Linked DNA regions of Hordeum vulgare: region 2 is linked to region 1. The links are chromatin contacts, called in public Hi-C maps. All regions are on one chromosome and are shown on one strand. Each heading gives the region's core, a stretch centred on a gene start, on an enhancer-like site or on the middle of the called end of the contact. The rest is flanking DNA. Distances are from core to core; before and after follow the strand shown. Region 1 holds the start of LOC123452611 (indole-3-acetaldehyde oxidase-like). Region 2 holds the start of LOC123452619.

Region 1 (7,341 bases), core at 2,039-4,538:
ACGGAAAAAAGTACGTTCGGATCATACCACAGACCGATACGGGACAGTTTACACGACTTTAGAGCAACTCCAATGGGGCGACGCATTTCGTCCGCCGCCGTCCGTTTGGGTCGGCGCGGACACAAAAGTCAGCCCAACGCACCGACCCAAACGGGTGCGCGGTCGCCAGGGCAACCCATTCCCGGTCCAATTTCGAGCCGGATTTGCATCGACGCGGACACAAGACAGACGGGCGCGCGCCTACTCCTCTCCCTGGCCCGCCGGTCGATGGCATCCACCACCATTTCCCCCCAAAACCTCCCGTCCGCGCGCGCTCCCGCCCCACGCCTGCCATGGACGACGACCTCTACCTCGACACCGCCGCCGGCCTCGCCTCCCTTGCATTCCTCGCCTCGTCCGACAAAGGCAAGCCTCGCGCCCCCCGAAAGGCCGCCGTGCCGAAGCCGAAGAAGGTGCTGACGCCCGAACAACGGGCAAAGGAGTCGGCCAAGAGGAAGGACCGGAGGCACGCGGCGAACGCGAGGGATGAAGCCATCGCGGCGGCCGCCGTGCAGCCCCAGGTCACCAACGCCTGCGTCGCGGCGGTAACGAGGGAGGCGCTCTGCATGCTGGGGTTAAACCCTAGCCAGCACGGCCTCGTCAACGCCACCGTGGCCGCCGCGGTCACCACCGGCTCAGCCGCCTTCCCTCGGACGGTCTTGCCTGACTCGCCTGGCGCATCGGCTTGCAACCCGGTGCCCAGCTTCCATGTCTACCCGCAGGCCTCCCGCCTCTCGGAGGAGTGCTCTCCCGAGGTGAGCGTGGTCGCGCCTTCCACGCCCGCGCCCGCGACCATCGACCTCAACGCCACACCGGTGGCCGCTGGCTCGTCAGCAGGAGGTGCGAGGAAACACGCGCGGCAGACGCCAGCCGACCACTTGTCGGGCGCGTGCAACCTGTTCGACGGAATGTCGGCCCCCGGCGACGACGACTACATGCAGAACATGATCTTCGAGGGTGGTGCGCAGGCCGCTGGCTTCGATCCCGACGAGACACAAAGCCAGGATGGTCGAGGGGCGTTCAAGCCATCCACTAGCTACAATGAAGATCAGGCCGCCTTCATGCGTGATCAGGTCGTCCTGGACCTGGATGGCTTTCCTCTCGACCATGAGTTCCCGAAGGACTACGGGATAGAGGAAGAGGACGAGTGTTACATTGAAGCGGAGCCTTTGTTTGAGGACGAGCTCGCCAACCAAGCCGACGGGACGAAGACGAAGCGCAAGAGCAAGCGGACCAAGGCATACACGGCGGCCGAGGACAAGCTTCTTTGCGAGTGTTGGAGAGGCATTGGGCAAGACCCCAAGATGGGCGCCGAACAAAATCATTCAACCTTTTGGATTCGTGTTCACCGTGAGTTCCATGAGCGCAAGAAGTTTCCGTCGTACCAAATAGTAAGCGCGTGCGGGTGGGTGTCCATTTCGAAGCGTTGGAGGGTGATCCAACAAGAGTGCAACAATTTTTGTGCCACTCTTGAGAGCGTCAAGGCCCGCCCCCTGAGCGGCATCGACGTGCAAGACATGGTATGCTAGCAAGCCGCCCTCTTTTTGTGTCATTAAGTTTATGCTTTGGGTGTTCGTTTGCATATCATTTTGCCAATATGCTTGCATGAAATACATTTGTAGGCATTTCAAGATTTGGAGGCATTCAAGGTCCAACACAATGGCAAGTGCTTCAATCTCTCCCATTGCTTTAGGGTGATCAAAGACGAGGAGAAGTTCAAGGCGCAGTATGCCGCCCTCAAGTCGCGTGGTGGGAAGCAAGCCGTGGAGGAGGTTGGGGACGGCGAGAAGGCTCGGTCGCGGAGAAAGACCAACTCCAAAAAGGAGGACAGGCGGGATGCGGCATCGATCGCCTTGATCGCAACCGTGGAGGGCATGATCACCAAGAAGGACTCAAGGGGGGAGAAGCGCCGGCAATAAAGAGAAGAGCAAATGAACTCCTTCTTGGAGATCCAAAGGAGGAGGCTTGACATGGAGGTGGAGAAGCAAGCACGGATGCTTGAGATGGAGGCGAAGAAGCAAGCCAAGATGCTAGAGATCGAGGCCGCGAACGCCAAGACTAAGGCCAAAGAAGTAGCTCTCGCAAGCATGATGATCGGGGTGAAGATCATGAAGGTGGATCTCAACACCGTGTCGCCAAGGAAGAGAACGTGGTTCGAGAAGATGCAGGCCGACATGCTCAAGTTCGACGAGGAGTGATCTATGGCGGCGAACGTCATCATTTTTTATGCCGACAGGTATGCTGGCATGACCAGGGGATCGCGATGGCGTGATCGAACTCAAGTCCCATCCTTTTTTGTGCGCTGGCATGTGTGCCGGCCGGCTGGCGAGTGCGCCAGCATGAACTGTGGTGTTAATTTTTAAAGCCGGCATTGTATGCCGGCGCTGGCATGGTGCCGACATGAGACATGGCCACTGACATGATCGGCCGCGGGCTTTTTTTAATGTTAATTGCGGACATGAAATGGATCGACGCGTTGGATGCATTGTCGATCCAAATCTAAAACAGAACGGACACCGGACGAACGACCGATCCAAATGGATAAAAACGAACAAATTCACCTTTTGTTTGAGTGGACCCGTTGGAGTTGGTCATAGCGGGCCGGATAGTTGTCCGGAGGCATGCGGAAGAATTGCGGTTGGCTCAACTCTCGTGCGCTTGCTGCCTCCTAAAATAAGCCGGTGACACGTAGTTTACACCACCGCTGATGCTGCCAGCGGCGGGCCAGAAGAAAAGGTGATCAATAAAGAACAAACAAACAAACAAACAGGAGCAAAACGAAGCAAATCTTGCCCGCCACTGACGCCTTTGCATTGCACACTCCCTCCGTTGCTAAATACTTCCTCCGTCCCAAAATAACTGTCTTGACTTTGTACTAGCCTTAATACAAAATTGTATTAAGCTTAAGACAGTTATTTTGAGACGGTGGGAGTATAAGTCTTTTAAGCGATTTCATTAAGAGATTACATACAAAGCAAAATGAGTGAATCTACATTTTAAAGTATGTCTATATACATCCGTATGTAGTCCTCTAGTGGAATCTCTAAAAAAAACTTATATTATGAAACGGAGGGAGTACTAAATATTATTATCACCTTCCCGATCCTCCTAATCTCTTGCGCAGAGAGTGGAGTAGGAGTACCAGCACCACCGATTGACTGGTACAGCAAAAGGTTCACGAGAAGCTAGCAATGGCATCACAGGCATCACATAGCTCAGCGTGCAGTAGTGGCCTCGATCCATGAATTCCACCGGCCGGATTCTTCCAAGTTCCAACGCACACGACGATCGAATCGATCACCGCCCCCGTCTCTCCTCCACCTCCACGTGAAACGTACGTGCGCGCTGAGCGCAGGCTCACGCCATTTCCCGTCGCTTTCCCCCGGTCCAACGTCACTGCATAGCTTAGCAACCAGTAGTAATAAGGTCCCAAGCCTCTTCCCGCTACCGCTCTAGCAAAGCCCCGTATAGAGGATAGAGGCTCTGGGCTGTGTGGAGAGAGAGGGAGAGAGAGCGATGGGGTCGTTGGGGAAGGATGCGGCGGCGGCGGTGGTGATGGCGGTGAACGGCGTGCGGCGGGAGGCGGCCGGCGTCGACCCGTCGACGACGCTGCTGGAGTTCCTCCGCACCCGGACGCCCGTCAGGGGGCCCAAGCTCGGCTGCGGCGAAGGTACGTGCGCACCTGAGCCTCCATTTCACTATCCAGACCACTAGCTCGTTTGCTTGATTCCTTCAGTTTCGACCGGTGAGAATCTTCAGATGAACAGCTCACACCAAATTAATCCGATCCAACGACGATCGAGTGTTTTTTTCATGATACTAGGTGTTTCATTCATATCATAAAGCTTAAATTACAAGTCGTCGATCGAGCTATAGGCGGTCGGTATAGCGCACCATGTGCCGTGGTGCCTACGTGCACGTGTACAGAAACTCTTACCGCCACCTATTTCCCTCTCCCTTTCGGTTTCTTTCATGTTTTAGTTCTCTTTATATCTTACTGTACATACATAGACAAATCCACAGCAACGACGATGAACCACAAAAACGCCGGGTAGTGCTTCCTTTTTGTGCAAAAATCTTATCGCTCTCCTCCTCGGCGCACACCGATTCTAGCTAAGACACGTCCATGTCCGTGTGGCGTATATTCCGTTTCTTCTCTTCTTCTGGTGATGCCTGGCTAAGCTATCTAGCCAGCTAGCTATGGTTGTCGTTCATTCACCAAAGCAGCACAAGTCCACGAATATGCATGTCGGGGCACTTGTTTCCTGCCTTTTTCATGTGAGAAGAAAATGTTTCCTGCCTTTTTTTTCAGCAAAACTATCTTCCAGCAGCTCTCAACACTTTGACACCACACACGGAAATCAAAGAGAGTACTTGTTTTTTTTTTTTAAATGGCTAGCATATATGCTTGAAAAGGCCTTTTTATAATACGAGCTAGAGGGACAAGCGGATCGGCACAGCCCTGGGTGTCGAGTCCAGGCTGACAATAATACTTCGCCTCTGCGATTGCATATATAGAACATGTCGATTGAGTTGCCATGGCTATGCATGGGTGACTTCAACGAAACAAACCCTCCATGCAAGTGAACATTTCAGTGTCACAGAGCGTGAAAGCATTTTTGACATCCATTTGAGAGATTTGCCAAGATCGAGCTGCAGCCACAGCAATCAGAGTACGAACAGAAATTGAAACAACGCAACCGTACTATCTATTTACTTTCGACGGCTGCGCTTCGCTAGTGATGATTCAGAGACTATGCATATTTCATTTTTTGTTTGAGAATTGAGATTACATGTATTTGAACTGTCAAAACGTCTTGTATTTAAACACAGAGGTTATAGTTAAGACGATTCTGTACGTACTTTACAGTTCAATCAGGCATGATGGAGTGAAAAGGCCGGATACGCTAGCCGCCGTTCTACTTTGGAAAGTAGTGGCTGGACGCCCAGCTTCGGTGCACCCATGAAGTAAATAGTAAAATTTAAAAATATAGAATAAAAATTCAAAATAAATCTAAAACTTCATGAATGTAATTATGAGCAAATGTTTTAGGAGATTGCAGGATTTGGTCACCAAAAAAATCAAACGATCTCCATACAAAACAAAATACAAATGATGCGCTGCACCCATGTTACTGTTCACATGTTTCAGGACAAACTTCATTTTTTTTTATGGAGCTCTTCGGATGTCATTTTGCCACTAAATTTTACAAGCACCTAAAACATTTGGTCATTATCACAGTCATAAGAATACAGATTTTTAAAAAATGTTTTGCTAAGTTTTTAATTGTGGATGCATCTTGCATGCAATGTACGTGGATGCAGAAAAGCCACTCTCTTCTACTTTTCTCATAGCTAGTGGAGCAGGCATGCAGCGCCAGCATCCACCTATCCCATATTATTGGACCCATATTATTGGACCTAGACCAATATATTCTCCGATTTGCAATTGTTTATCATTTCCGTTAGGTGGTCAAGTCCCCAATGCTGCAGCTTTGGCCCATGTCATTGTCCCACTTTAGAAAACTCTGGTTCAGACTTTCAGTACCATGCTTTGGCCCATGTCGTTGTCCCAGATCCTTGTCCACTAATCAGACCATAGGCTCCACACAACAAATTTTATCATGACTTTGCAGAAACAGCTCACTAATCAGACCATAGGCTCCACACAACAAATTTTATCTGAGATACTTAAAAATTGCCGTAGACTCCACAATCGAATGTTCTTTCAGTGAAAACTCTGAAAACTCCAATAGTGCTTGTGGGCAACCAAACAGCCCTACACCAACTTGTTTTTTCATATGCTTGGTAATTTTCTCACAACTCCCTGTGCATTAAACTTAAATTTTATTAAAAAAAATTGTTTGTCTATGGAGTCTCTCTGTATGTATCAGTGTATGGTATTCTTATATGTATTGCTGAACTAAATTGATGCGTTTCTGTATCAAATTCATTTGGAATGTTAAGCATCGAGTTCAACTTGTACATATATTAAGCAACCGAGCTCTACAGTATATTGCATGTTTTCGCAAGTGGTTTCTTTTTGGGAATGTTATTAGGCATTTTTTGGGTAATTGTAAGCGGCAAAGTTATTTGATGTTGTCTATGTTTTTGGGCCCGGAGCTTGCTTCAATACTGGCTCCCACCGTTGTTTGTTCGCAGAATTGAAGATAAAATAAAATATGGAACCCTAGCTAGCAAAGCACACCTCTCTAACTGAATTTGCAATCCTGCATCTGGAATGGTGTTATGTAACTCATATGAGAAATGTACCGATGTATTTAAGCATTTTGTAAATCATGATCCATAAGCATGCCACATAGAGTGAATACTAGAAATTAAAGATGCCATGATTACAGAATTAAGAAAATAGTCTTGTTCACTTTAAACCGTGAGCCATCGATGGAAGTGTCTCTGACAACTTAGATCTAAAGTACTAATGGTGCAGGTGAAAAGTACAATGAGCTTATATATAGATAAACAATGAGCTTATATATAGATAAACAAAATCAATGTAATCGTCGATGTTTTTTACTTAAAAGGAGGTGTTCCCTTTTAAGAAAGCAAAAATATGTGACATTTTAAAAGAAATAAGCACATACAAAACAAATTCTTTAAGTATGGAAAAAGTAACTTCAAGTAATTACGAGACAACAATAAACTTCAAGTAATTCTGAAGATGGGTCAGTAGTTCGATGATGATGACGGCTTGTAAAACGTGTGCGTGAGGTGTGCGTTTTAGTGCTGCACCGGTTGTTGCTTTCGATACGTTATGTGCATGGATTGATGACAACACCGGTCTTAGATATGTGGAGTGAGAGCACTTCACATTATCAAGTTTGTAGGTGTGAGTGATGGCTTTGGATGGATTGATGTATACTTTTGTTTAACCTCCTTTTCCAAAAAAAAAAAGTAATTACGAGACAACAATAAACATAATTAAGGACGTTACATTTGTTCACAACCTTCGGATACCAACTTTATGAAATTGGAATGAAAGGTTTGGATCACTGAAATGAAAAATATCCCAAGTAACTCATGTTTTTCAAATGAGTACAATGCAAAGCAAAATATGCCAATTGCTAAATATGTGCCTCTTTTCGTCCTGGCCTTGGCTTTTCTTTTGTTGTGGGTGGTAGCTCTGCCACTTACCTCCGTGAACTTTAAAACCGTAAAATAATATTGTAATTTTTTTAAAATGTAATTCTGTTTACAACATATATGTTTATGTCTTCTATCTTCGTGCAAACGTTTCATAGAGACATGACATTGACAGGTTGCAATACTTATTTTTCTTCCCAT
Region 2 (7,341 bases), core at 1,419-3,918, 290 kb before region 1:
CATTCCAGTACTTGGAAGATCTGAAAAATGAATTTGAGAGAGTCAATGGGAGTCAAATTGAAACTGCTGCAAGGCCTTACGCTTTTATTAAATTTGGTAGGATTTTTAAATACCTACCTCACTTGCAAGCATCGTTTTCATTCACCCTCTCAAGTTCTACTGTTGACAACCTATGTTTCTTTCTATTTAGATACATACATACAGAAGACTAAGAAACTGTATTTGGATACCAGAACCCAGAGGAACATTGCGAAATTGAACGATGAGCTCTATGAGGTGCATCAAATCATGACTCGCAATGTTCAAGAAGTTCTTGGTGTCGGTGAAAAGCTTGATCGTAAGTCTGGAAATCTCTCTTGTTTCTACTGCTTCATTTTCTTTTGCTGCCATGAGAAACTGGTAGATGTTTGTGTCATGCATTAATAATCAGATTTAGCACCGAGGAGCTGTCCTTCCAGTAGGCCTTAATCTACTACTTGTCTTAAAAACTTTCACACTATATTACTATTATCTACTTAGCTTTACTTCCGGTTTTGCGCACCCAGTTTTTTGTTTTGTTTTGTTTTGTTTTACAAGATGCTTCCAATATTTCCCTTTTCATGACATTCCATTGCATTGTAAAGTTTGACTGTATTGGCAAGTAACTGTTTACCATTCTTGTGTATTTCCATTTTTTGCAGAGGTTAGTGAAATGTCAAGTAGGTTGACATCTGACACGAGAATCTATGCTGATAAGGCAAAGGATCTCAATCGCCAGGTAATCTTTGTGCTCAATGCATAAGCTGTTGTGATATATACATTTGTTAGTTGGAATGAATTTGAACATTTCTCCATCTTAGGATTATCATTTTTTTGTGGTGTTTGTTGAATATGTTGCCATAATTATCAATTTCGTTAGCATTAGTTTTGCCCTCGAAGCATCAAAGAAATATATGTTCCATGGACGTGGTAAATTAATAAGGCAAGCATTTGCAATTTTAGTTAAGACTTGTGCCCTTGAGAAATTTAACTGGGTTTTTGCATTTTACATTCAAGAGTGTACTTTATGGAAGTCTTAAATATTAGCTTGGAAATCCACATTTGTATATAGTCCCTAAATTGTATCGCTGTCTTGGTCCTTTTTCATTCGCATAATTCGTTTAGTGTTTTGATTTGTCCTTATGTGTATTGTGCTTCATCTGGGCTTTTCAGGCCTTCATTCGGAAGTATGCCCCCGTTGCCATCGTGATCGGGGTTGTAATAATACTGTTCTGGGCCAAGAACAAGATATGGTGATTCCACCAAACAAGGTAGCCGGCCTGTGTTAGAAGACTGGAGAAAGAAATTCTGGATCAAGAGATGCTTGGATGACTTGTATCCCGTATCTGCCTGTTCAAGCGAGTACTTTGAAGCTACCTTTACACCTCCTTACAAGCAGCTATTAAGCGAATGAATTCGTTGTAGTGTAGACCATATGGCGGACATGATTTTGTGAATCCTGGGAACCGTACATACATACAAGAGCTCTGTAGAGTCTGAGTTTTCGATATCGGGATTTATATTTTGTTGTGTTGACTCATCTGAGAATTCAGGCTAATGAACTATACTCCGTCGCTCCTGCACTTTTATGCCATGTTTGTTTACTTATTATTTTCTCGGTGCAAAAGATAAAGCATGCTTTATGTATGTAATAGTAATATAGTACGCTGTAGCATCACCGTTTTGTCCAATGTAGCATTATCTTGTGTAGATTAAGCCAGTCAAACTGTGGGCGGTGCGTCTGCTCAGCCAGATTCGATTCTTTCCTTGCGATCGCAGGCAACTCATGGTCTAAAAGGGAGGGGAATGCCCAGCTGCGCTGCTTTCAGCGTGACCAACTGAAGGGAATGACACACCACATGCTCGTCTCATACGACCGGAGCTGAAAGATCGATCTTGGCACATGTTATAAGACATGATCATTACCGATTAATTTCAGTCACTGTATCCGAATGATACGACAAGCCGCCTTTGATTGATTGATTGATGTTCCATGGAACATTCGTATTACAGAGGCTAGCTACTAGGGCTACTAGCTAGCTTCCGATGCGGAAAGAAGAAGAAGAAAGGGGAATGAAATCAGTAGCTGTGTAGGCTAGCAGTCTGCCGCCGATCTCGTCGGCCTTCGGCGCAGGACGTCACCCAGCGGCCTGCAGACGAATCAAGAGGACCATGTTAGATAGTTACTACAGTTTACTGGTGGATCGATCGGCCTGATCACGGGAGCTTAATCACCTAGGAGGTGGGATCGGATTCGGCGGGGAGCTGCTGCAGCGGAGGCGGCTGCGGGTCCTGGTGGTCGTGGAGGAGCGCGCGGGTCTCGTGGATCCGGAAGCGGGTGGCGGCCACCACCCGCTTGAGCCGGCGCCGCTTGCCGTAGTTCTCCTCCAGGCGGCGCTGCAGCTCGGCGGCGCGCGCCCGGGCCCGCTCCAGCTCCGCCAGCGCCTCGGCGAGCCGCGCCCGCGCCGCCGCCAGCCGCGCGTCCGCCGCGGCCTCCCTCCGCCGCAGCTCCGCCGCCAGCGCCCACGGCGGCCGGGTCGCGTGGCCGGGGCGCCGCCCCTCGCACATCCTCCGCGTCGGTCGCCTCGCGGGGAAGGCAAGGTGGGGGGCGACAAGTGGGCTTTGGTTGGGGTGGGTGGGGCGACGGGAGGGGAAGGGGAAGGGGAAGGATGGACGCCCCTCCCTTTTCACTTGCGGGCTGGGCGTGCTTTGCCTGACACTGACAGCGACGACGCACGCACGGACATGAAATCCTTCCCCATTATTGACGCGATCCTTTCCGTTTCCTGCAAACCCCTCATGGAATTGGTACTACGGCTGATTCATTATTGGTCATCGGTGATCGGTGATCGGTGATCGGTGAAGCATCATCCATCGTACCATCCTCTTCTTCTTGTTGTTGCCTGCAATTATTGGACACCAATATATATACTGTATATAATAAGCTCTTCCACCATGCATACCTTTCAAACAATGACGAGGCTCAAGAGTCAAGATCAAGCAATTAACTATACTGATTTTTTTAATTCAAAATGCCAAAACTACTAAAGGTAAATCAAATTGGATAAGCGCCATGACCGAAATCCGTATGAATTATTGTTTCTTCCATCTTTGAGAAAATCATGTAGCTTTATTCAAAGGCGACAACCGCTGCAGTTTAGAATAAACTCTCTGGGACATGTCTACTTCATGATACCAACTTTTGGAACACAAAATTCTAACAAAGTTTCAACAAAGACACCGTAATTGGACCGAACCGGCGACATGTACATCCTCATGAAGTTGATTGCAGTTGGAGATTTCATAGATCCACTAGAGTTGCCCATCTGAAAAGATGGAAAGCCTTGAGCGATGGACAAACTTAGGCTAGGGATGATTCCTTAGAAGTGCAAATCATCAAACCATAAGATATTAGTTGTGGCGCCAAGGAAGGTTGCCAGTTCTCAAAAAACAATGACCTGAATATCTAACGAACGTCAGATCTTTAGGCATGGAGAATCGAATATTTTTTTATGCCACCACCGGAAACCTCCCCCATGCCAAAGAAAAGGTTGCCACAACAACGTTTTACATGATTCGAAATACCGAAATTGCAATACATTGATATCTATTACAAGCATTGCACAACATGTCTAGGTTGACGACGACGGCTTGGTTGTGGGGCAGGGAGGGGCGGAACTGTTGAAGACAAAGACATAAAATATGTCAATATATTAGCAAGGAGCAAAAATATCAGCACATATACCAAACATATAGCAACATAGCAAAACCGGCTTCTATACGACCACATTAACAAGGGCTCATTTTAGCTATTTTGGAGTCATTTTTGAGTCAAAAGGCTCATTTTTACTACCACGACAACATTTTGGGCTCATTTGTGCTGCAATCGCAACATTTATTGGCTAAATTTCCAATTTTATGGAAAACATTTGGGTTCATTTATGTTGCCATAGCAGCATTTTATTAGCCAAAGTGCTCATTTGCGCTGTCATGTCAACATTTATGAGCAAATCTATAACAAGTGTTTTCTAGGTATCGAACCATAAAGAATAATTCTCTTCTATTTAATTGACATCAACAAATGTCGCTCATCTAGACCTTGGATGTTTTTTTTTCATATTCCGAGAAAGTCCAAGATGCCATACATTACCATTTCTCAAACTAGAAGCTCCTACTCGTAATATACACCGTGTTCGACTTATGAATAGAACAATCCTAAAGCGTGGGTGTGCAACATTTGTTGATGCCAATCAAAGACAAGATAATTAGCTCTTCATGTTTCGCCACGTAGGAAACACGGGTTCTATGTTTCCTCATAAATGTTGCCATGGCAATGAAAATGAGCACTTTGCCTAATAAATGTTGCCATGGCAACAAAAATGAACCCAAAATACTTCCATGGTAGCAAAAAGATGAGACTTTTGGCTAAAAAAATGAACTCTAAATACTACCATGGTAGCACAAATGATCCCTTGGCAATGAGTTGATATATAAGATATTCTATGTTGCTAATGAAAGAAAAATGTTGCATCACTCAAAATTTTAATTGAAAGCTATCACAAGCACCAGTATAATGTCTAAATGTTATGCCAGGTTTAACCATAAAGCACATTTAAGTTCAACGGTATAATGTGTTCGACACTAGCTTTAACCATAATGCATGTTTAAGTTTAACCATACAACATGTTCAACACTAGGTTTAACCATAAATTGCATTCAAGTTTAATTGGGGAATAGGAAAGTCCAAGCTTTTAAATCGCGGTCTGTTGTGGCATCGTGATGAGGTCCGAGCTATAGCCATGTCAGCTATCTCAGAAACGATTTAGAACAACGTTTATGGGAAAAGTAAAAAAATAAGTGCCTAAATAAAAAACTAACCAAGTAAGACTAAAGAGTATCCATTGTTTAATCAATTAGATAGATAATTTATTCTATTTTCTGCTCGCAACATTGTGAGTGTCGGTGAGAGTCACCTTGAAGCACTTGCCAACTAGTCTATGCTCCAAGATCAAACATCATCCCAACAAAAATTGGACGATACATTGTTAGAGTTTATATTTTTTACTTAGTTATAAACATATTTTTTGGGTAAAATTAATGTGTACGAATGATTACATGTTATTTTGGGCCCATGCAAACTTATAAGGTAATATGTTTAACTATTGATGATAGTGAGCTATGCCAATTAACCCAAAATGCTATAGTGCAACTATAACTAGCAGTTTAAACCTTTGAGAAATTCCCTTGAGGTCTATGGTGGAATACGGCGACAAACGCGTGTCAAATTTCCATGTAGTAGTTCTCAAGTAGTTGCCTCCACCCATTGACGAGGACATGTCCATTGTTTGCTGAAGTTGAGTAGGTGCATGTGAAATTTGCCCTTCTCATGGACAAAATTCACATCTCACCATTAGCACACATTTACTGAGGAGTTTCAATCGCACAATTGTTACATATTAAACACCATATGTAATTCAACAAGGGTATATGAATGCCATGGAAGTAATACATTTGTTACTAGGTACTTATTAATGTTGGTCATATTCAAGGCGTGCTCTAGTGGCACATATGGTCCATGGCTTGTTACAACACGGTAGTGCCTCACGGCTACCTTAATACCGTCCTGAAATCTTATGACCTCCTTAATCTCTTCCAAAGTAACTGTGGTGCCCACAATATAATAAATGTTGCCTACTACTCTACGTGTTTCTATTAGCAGTCAGGAAACTTAAGTAATATAATTGAAAACATACACAAAGGAAGGATATGAAGCTTGTCAAAACCGACCTAGATCGAGGGACGAATCCCATGACATCCTTAATCTCTTCCCAAGTAACTGTGGTGCAAACAATAAAATAAATGTTGTTTACTACTCTACGAGTTTCTATTAGCACTGAGGAAACGAGAGAATATCATACGAAAACCAAATATTCAATGAAAACTTCATGGAAACCATATTTTTATGTTTCAAAATAATCTAAAAAAAATATGGGATGTTCAGAGGATGATGTTTTATTGTCACAGAAAAGTTCGAGTTGAAACACATTACGAGATGTGAACTATGAAAAAGACAAATTTCAGCCCTGAATAGTGACATTACTATTTGGCACTATTGAAAGCTTGTTTTATCTTTTTTATATCTCACATCCCATAATGTGTTTCAATTAAAATTTACGTGGCAATAAAACATCATCCTCTTACCATCATGTTTTTTTTCCAGTTTTTTTCAAAACTTCAAAACGTATTTTTTTGTGGTTTTCATTGGTTTTCACCGATTGTTGGTTTCGTATGATATTCTCCCCTCGGGAAACCTAAGTAATATAATTGAAAACTTACATGAAGGAAGGATTTGAAGCTTGTCAAAATCCACCCAGATCGAGGGACAATTCTGTCTCAAGCTCAAACTTGTAGGTTTATGCAAATGCTCTCCAACTATGACAACCAAAATGGTTCAATCTTGTTCTTTTTTGTCATAACCTTGTGATACTTGTTATCTGGGTTGACTTTTCTATGAAGAGGAATGGGTAATTGCAGCATAACCCGGATAAGTATTCCCCTCAGTTAAGAAACCAAGGTTTATCGAATCAATAGGAATATCAATCGTCAACCGTCTTCAGCGGCTGTTCCCAAAAGAGGAGACAACTTGCACCCAACGCGGGCAAGAGGGTTGTCAATCCCCTTGATCTCGTTATTTGCAAGAAAATGAGGTGTGTAGATAATTGTAACTTGCAAAATAAAATAAAAGACAAATAAGAACAACGAGGAAATTATAAGTTTTCCGAATATATAAGTGAATAGACCCAGGGGCCATAATGTTCTCTAGTTGCATCTCTCATGAAAGCAGTATATGGTGGGTAAACAAATTACTATTGTGAAATTGACAGAAAAGTAGATAGTTACACGATTTTCACAACAATGATCATGTGTACATAGGCATCACGTCCATAAGGAAATAGGCCGACTCCCGCCTGCACCTACTACTATTACTCCACTTCAAGAGCGCATCTATGCTTGCCTCTCTATGTATTAAGTTCATGAATAACACAGTAATGCTTGGAGAACGATGACATGATGTAGACAAAGTAAACTCAACCAATATGAATAAACCCCATCGTTTTATCTTTTATGGCAACAACACAAAGACACAACTTATCCCCTTATTTCAGTCGGATATAGAAACTCGACAGGTTGAACCCATTACAACGCACTCCTCTCACTGAAGAAATGCCAAACTACTTGGCCAAAGCAATTCAATAGATCGGAGAGAATTACGAAGCTATGATGATCATGCAAATAAGAATCATAATAATTTCAGTGCAGACT

The links. A called contact is a pair of places that touch in the nucleus more often than the background predicts.
Region 2: a contact with region 1 is called in a Hi-C map of seedling, with 2.2 times the contacts expected there. The contact joins the promoter of LOC123452619 here to the promoter of LOC123452611 in region 1. A contact is called at or near these places in 2 of 6 Hi-C or Micro-C datasets (leaf and seedling).

What each region holds. Positions count from the first base shown.
Region 1 is chr5H:543,506,052-543,513,392 of MorexV3_pseudomolecules_assembly, reverse strand. LOC123452611 (indole-3-acetaldehyde oxidase-like) reads left to right here and starts at 3,288. Exons shown (of 8, transcript XM_045129295.1): 1 at 3,288-3,709. The coding sequence starts at 3,556.
Region 2 is chr5H:543,799,879-543,807,219 of MorexV3_pseudomolecules_assembly, reverse strand. LOC123452619 reads right to left here and starts at 2,668. Exons shown (of 2, transcript XM_045129310.1): 1 at 2,254-2,668; 2 at 1,975-2,168. The coding sequence starts at 2,586. The coding sequence ends at 2,254. It overlaps LOC123452618 (25.3 kDa vesicle transport protein), which reads left to right. Exons shown (of 6, transcript XM_045129309.1): 3 at 1-96; 4 at 191-337; 5 at 681-757; 6 at 1,192-1,601. The coding sequence ends at 1,275.